Linked DNA regions of Sus scrofa: region 2 is linked to region 1. Evidence: chromatin contacts called from public HiChIP or PLAC-seq data. All regions are on one chromosome and are shown on one strand. The core of a region is the stretch at or near the end of the contact, and the rest is flanking DNA. Distances in the headings are between cores, read along the strand shown. Region 1 holds the start of FBXO17 (F-box only protein 17). Region 2 holds the start of SAMD4B (protein Smaug homolog 2).

The links. HiChIP or PLAC-seq counts read pairs in DNA pulled down with a chosen protein or histone mark.
Region 2: a contact with region 1 is called in an H3K27ac HiChIP or PLAC-seq map of alveolar macrophages. The contact joins the promoter of SAMD4B here to the promoter of FBXO17 in region 1. A contact is called at or near these places in 1 of 47 Hi-C or Micro-C datasets (fetal skeletal muscle) and 1 of 2 datasets of contacts at active chromatin or transcription factors (alveolar macrophages).

Annotation. Positions count from the first base shown.
Region 1 is chr6:47,758,133-47,761,163 of Sscrofa11.1, reverse strand. It overlaps FBXO17 (F-box only protein 17), which reads left to right and starts at 1,518. Exons shown (of 7, transcript XM_021094357.1): 1 at 1,518-1,670.
Region 2 is chr6:48,001,298-48,004,328 of Sscrofa11.1, reverse strand. It overlaps SAMD4B (protein Smaug homolog 2), which reads right to left and starts at 1,603. Exons shown (of 13, transcript XM_021094367.1): 1 at 1,454-1,603.

The sequences.
Region 1 (3,031 bases), core at 269-2,768:
TAGGCCGCTGGCTACAGCTCCGATTGGACCCCTAGCCTGGGAACCTCCCTATGCCGCGGGAGCGCCCCAAAGAAATAGCAAAAAGACAAAAAAAACGAAAAAACAAAAAAAAAAAACCCAAAATGCTCGCATCTCACACTTTCCTCGCGATGGCGCTGTGGTGTCTTTCTGAGACTTTTTTTTTTTTTTTTTTTTTTTTTTTTGCCATTTCTAGGGCTCACTCAACGCCGGATTGTTAACTCACTGAGCAAGGGCAGGGACCAAACCCGCAACCTCATGGTTCCTAGTCGAATTCGTTAACCGCTGGGCCACGACGGGAATTCCTCTGAGACTTTTTCAATGGAGGGGACCTGGGAACTCCAGCTTAAAACCCTTTCATGGGAGTTACCGTTGTGGCGCAGCGGGTTACGAAACCCAACTAGTATCCGTGAGGATGAGGGTTAGATCCCTGGCCCCGCTCAGTGGGATAAGGAGCCCAGAGCTGTGGTGTAGGTCACAGTTGCTGCACGAATCCCACGTTGTGGTGGCTGTGGTGTAGGCCGGCAGTTGCAGCTCCCATTCGACCCCCTAGCCTGGAAACTTCCATATGCCTCAGGTGCGGCCCTAAAATGAAAAAAAAACAAAAAACAAAAACAAAAAACAGCGACCTCCCTAAGCGAGTGACTTGTATGTACCTCGTGCATACCTACCTCTAGGGGTCGGAGAGGTCTCCATGGGGTAATGCAAATAGAGCATTTAGCACAGTGCCCGGGATGAGTCTGGGACTGGCAAGGATCCCCTAGGATGTGGGAGGACTGTGGACCAGAAGACTGGCTCCGGGTTGTCTAAAGTCAATCGGAAAAAAGATATGAGAGCTCAAGGGCAGAGGTCCAGGGAGAAATGTGTTGTGGCCCCATGCTTACTGTGAACCTGGCACTAATTCCCTAGTTTGCAATTTAGGGGCGGGGACAGATACCTAACGTAGGAGCGCCCAGGTTGGCCGCAGAGAACGTGTGGCAAAGAAGTTCAATTTAAGAACAAGCCTGAGGCACTCCCCTGGGGACACAATGTAAATTCGAGAGCATCCCTGAGGACAGAAACTTCTCTCCAAGTGTTTCACACTAGGTCCGAGGGCGGAGTCACAGCACCGCCCTTTACCAGCAGTGGACAGATGGTGGGAGAGAGGTTTTGAACGGCGGAGGCGGCTTGTAGGCCGGTGGCCGGAATAAGAAGGGAAGACGGGGGCCGGGGGGGGAACAGCTAGGACCCTTCCCACGGCGAGGGGCTCCCGGAGAGGCGGAATTCGCCTATCGGAGGTGCCTGCGGTGAGCGCCAGGGCACCCAGGTCTCAGATCGCGGGACGCCTGGGCAGGTAGCCCCGCGCTCCGAGACGTTGCCTGTTGGAGGTGCAGCCTCTCGGAAGAGCCCGCCCGCAGACCTCGGAGCGCGGGGCCCGGGTCGCCGCCCCGCCCGCCTCGCGGCAGCTGGGCCCTCCCCCCGGCGCCTGCGGCCGCCCAGACCCCGCCCCTCCCTCCGTCCGGCTGCGCAGCCGCCCACCGGATCTCGCCGCCGCCCTCCACCCACCCGGAGAGGGCCGACCCGGGCAGCGCCCCCCGACTGCCTCGCGGAGCAGAGTGCGGAAGGGGATCCTGGCCCGCCGCCGCCGCCGCCGCCTCCGAGCGGGCCGCCAGGTGAGCGCCGGGACAGGTGGGGACCCAGGTCGGAATCCGTGTTCTGGCCCCACTCGCGGCTGGAGCGTCCCGGGAAGGATTTCCGCCCCAGGCCCGGCCTGGACGGGCGTGTCCCGGGAGTCCTGTGCCCCAGCGCCCCTTCCCGGGCCCGCCCTCCCTCGCCCCTCCGAGCCCACAGTTACACAAACGCGTGTTTTCGCACAGCAGGGGCTTTGCCAAAACCGGTCCTCTAGAGCCCTCGCCTCTCCGCCCGGCTACTGGTCCGCCGAGGCCACCATGAAATAAATTCCCCTCCCCAAAGTAGTGGACCAACACGTGTTCACTGCAGCGGGTGAAAGGCCAGACCACTCCTAACCAATCCTGGCTTTTGTTTTCCTCTGCCTGGCGGAAAATTCTGTGCATCAGCTTTAGAGCACCGAGTCTTGGTTTAGCAACTTGGGCACCTTTGGTGTGTTTTCACTGCTCCACCGAATTTAAATTTTGTTCTAAGTTATCTTTTGCAGTGTTCAGGGATATCTGTTAACGCACCGTATCTTGTTCCTTCAATTTGAGACAGCAGCTGTCTACCCTCTATTTTGAAAGACCGTAATATCACTAGCCTATTTTTTAAATAAATAATAAAACATTTTTTAAAAAAGTCCCGGGAAAGCAAAAACAAAAGACAAATTAGAACAGAGCTTTGCATGCAACAGCAGTGCTTTAAGCCTTGCGCCCTCCCCCGCAGCCAATTAAAAATTTTTGTAAGTACATTGCTTTTCACAAATGGCACAGTAACTTGTGACCCGTAGTGCATGGTTTTAAATCCTTTTCAGCTTTTTGTTCCTCCGGTGGTTACTTCCAAATCTTTGAAGAGAGTTCTTCCATTGTTATTTCTTAGTTTATCAACTTTTAGACTGTCTGCTAATCCTTTGCTGAAAAATAGATGGACAGCTTTCATCATCTCCGTGGTTTCCCTCCTTCCTGTATAATCACAGCATTCCTTTTAGTTTCTTTATGGGTAGTTTTGTTACATAAAATATTTTTTATAAATTTTTATTTCTTGTTCCATTAAATATATAATCTGTTATATATCTAAAATCTGTTTTATATGCGTGTGTGTATATGTATATATATAAAAATCTGTTGACTCCTTCGTAAGGCCTGACTTTAAAGTTTATTTATTTATTTATTTATTTTTATTTTTTTAGGGCCGCACCTGGGGCACATAGAGGTTTCCAGGCTAGGGGTCCAATTAAAGCTACAACTGCCGGGAGTTCCCGTCGTGGCGCAGTGGTTAACGAATCCGACTAGGAACCATGAGGTTTCGGGTTCGATCCCTGCTCTTGCTCAGTGGGTTAAGGATCCGGCGTTGTCGTGAGCTG
Region 2 (3,031 bases), core at 354-2,853, 240 kb before region 1:
GTCGCTGGGGTCTCTGAGAAGATATGAGGAGGTCCTGAAAAACTATCTCAGAGAGGTCGTGAAGAGAAGGTCTTAGGATTTTGGGGGGGGGTTATGAGAAGGATTTTTAGCTTATTTGAAAAAAGTTCATATAGGAGAGATTTTTGAAAGGTTATCTAAGGGGGGGGTGGTTCTATAAAATTTCAAAGAGAAACTATGAGGAAAACTGTTGGAATCCTGAAGAAGCAATTTATGGAATATTTCGCGTGGGTTACTGGGAAAGATTCGGGATACAAAAAAGAGGTTCTGGAAGAGGCTTGTGGAATATGAGAAGAGAATTCTCTGCAGATTTCAGGGCATCTCTGAAGGAGAATTTTGGTCTGAGGTAGTCATCAGGGGAAGATTTTAGGGAGGCGTGAGGGTCATCTCCAGGGCATTTCAGGGTGGTGGGATTTGGGGTACATGAGGAGGTCTTTAGAAGAAATTTTGGGGGTCTGTGGAAGGGTCCAAAGGTATGGATGACTTCTGGGATATGTGAGGGGGGGAGCGTAAATGGGAGGTGGATGTTGCGGAAACGCGGGGGTGGGGGGGGAAGTCACCGGACACGGGACCTCCAGGTGAGCTGTGGGGATCCAAGAGTCTCTGAGGAAGATTCTCAGGGGCTATCAAGGGCATTCTGGAGGATTCCAGGGGGGAGGGGCTCTGAGATTTTGGGGCTCTGAGTGGAAAATCTCCAAGGTGATTTCTGGTATGGGGGTAGGTGGGAGAGAAAATTCTTGGGATGTGTGAGAAGGAAATCTGGGGGAGATTGTTGGGACATGCTAAGTAGGTCGCTGGGGGAGATTTCTGGAATGTACGGGGTCTGGAGGGGATTTCGGGGAGTCTCTGAAAGAGATGTTTAGGGCTTATAAGGGAGGCTCCTAGAGACGATATATGACACATATTGTTGGTACATGAGTGGCTTCGGGGAAATATTTTTGGTCACGGGAGGAGGATGGGGGATCTGGGGCCACGGGGGGGGGGGTCCTCTGAGGAAGATTTTTGAGGCGTATGACGGGGTCTGGAGCAGACGTAGAAATACCAGAGGTGGTCTCTCGAGGTCTTTCGCCTCGTGGGAGGGGAATGGAGGAGTTGGGGCAGACTCCGGGGATCTGTGGGCGTGCCCGCCAGGGAGGTGTCGGAGGTAAACCTGGGGGGGTCACGAGAAAGGGCTGCGGGCCGGGCCCCCCGACCACCCCGAGGAGCGAGAATTTCGGAGAGAGCTCGAGAAGCGGCCTGTGCGGGCGACTCAGGAGACCGGTGTGGGGGATTCTCTCGAGGGCCGGGAGTCCCGAGGCCCGCACTCCGCGCCCGCCACCGCCCGGGGTCCCTGAGGGGGCGGGGCCGCCCGCGCGGCCTGGGGCGCCCCGAGGTGAGCCCCGCGCGCCCCGACCCGCCGCCGCCTCGCGTCCGCCCGGCCCTGCCGGCCACTCACCGCCTCGGCCTCTGCCGCCGCCGCCGCCGCCGTCCAGGCCTCCTCAGGCCGCCGCCACCGCCGTCGCCCCCTCTCCAGCCCGCGAGCTCCCCTCCCTCCTCCCGCACCGACCACCGCCGCCGCCGCCGCCGCCGCCGCCGTCGCGCTGCGTCACCGCGCCGTGCGTCACCGCCCCTGGCCCCGCCCAGGGACCGCAGCGCGCCCGCATTAGCTGATGCCAAGGTGATGAACAGCGCACCCACCAATGGGCGGCGAGGGCAGCCCGAAGGGCGGGAGGTGTGCGCGGAGAAAGGCGGGGTCGCGGTGGAGAGGGGGGCCACGGAGGTGGAACGAGGCCCACAAGACCCGCCCCCTGCTCTGTGGGATTGGTCGGCTGCGCGACTGACGGGCAGTCGGCTGGCGGGCGGGGAAGGGGCGGGGCGCGCGCGGCGTTGCTATGGGCAACGGGCCCGGCGGAGTCTGGGATTGGGCCTCCAGGCCCGCAGGGGGCAGTCTCGTGCCGGTCTACCTCACCGGCCGCGACATAAGTCACAATTCCTGATTCTGGCGTTCAAGGACTGGTGGCGCGTCCCGCCAGCGCACCCCGCCAGCGCTCCCTGCTCTAGGCCTGGGCCCGGTTGTGCCCTGACCCTCCAGGTTGCGGGTCGGCGCTCGGGCTGTAGGAGTCTCAGCTCTCTCACCAAACCCTTCTCTGCGTCTGTTGCCTTGTCTCTCAAATGGGATTAGGATCGAAAGAGACGATACATATATAAAGTGCTGGACACCAAGCAGACCATCAGTAAATGGGGGTTGTTGCTCTGACTGTTGTAACCTTTTTATTTCACACACTGTCCTGGACCGGTGTCAACTAACCAGAGTGGGGGCCCTCAGAAGGCTTCCAGGTGACCATGGTTGGTAGAGGAACTCAAAGAAATGTATTCGGAGTGGAAAGTAGAATTTAAGGCAAGGAGTGAAGGGAAATGAGTCACGGCCAGAACTTTGGCCACTTGAGAGAGTTGAGACTCGTCCCCAGGGCACTGAGAAGCCATGGCAGGGCTTCAAGCCAAGGAGAATCGGTGGGGGTTTGGAAAGGTGTTCCCGGCTTCTATATGGAGGATGGATTGGAGGGAATAGAACTGGAGCCATTAGTCCAGGGAAGCAGCTGTGGTGGGAGAGGGGCGTTTGCACTAGGGTGGGACTATGGGAAGGGAAGGGGGCATTGGTGGGAGGGATGGACGCCCAGGAGGCCCGTGAAGCTGCCCTGGGACTGGTTGGCCCCGGAGGGGGAGGGAGGGAGGAATCCAAGACAAGGCCTTCTGGCTGGAAAACTAGGGGGTTTGGGGGCCTTCCCTGAGAAGGAGACCCAGAGGAGAAGCAGGTTTGGAAGGTACTGAGCCCAGTGTGGGCCACCTAGCATTGGAGTCCAGGAGGCTGCATAACCCCTGGATCTAGTGCTTAAGAGAGGAATTGGGGTTGGAAATCAGGATTTGAGGATAAGCAAAGATGGTAATTAGGAGTTCCCACATGGCACAGTGGGCTAAGGATCCGGTATGGCTGCAGCTGTAATATAGGTTGCAGCTGCGGCTTGAATTCAATTCC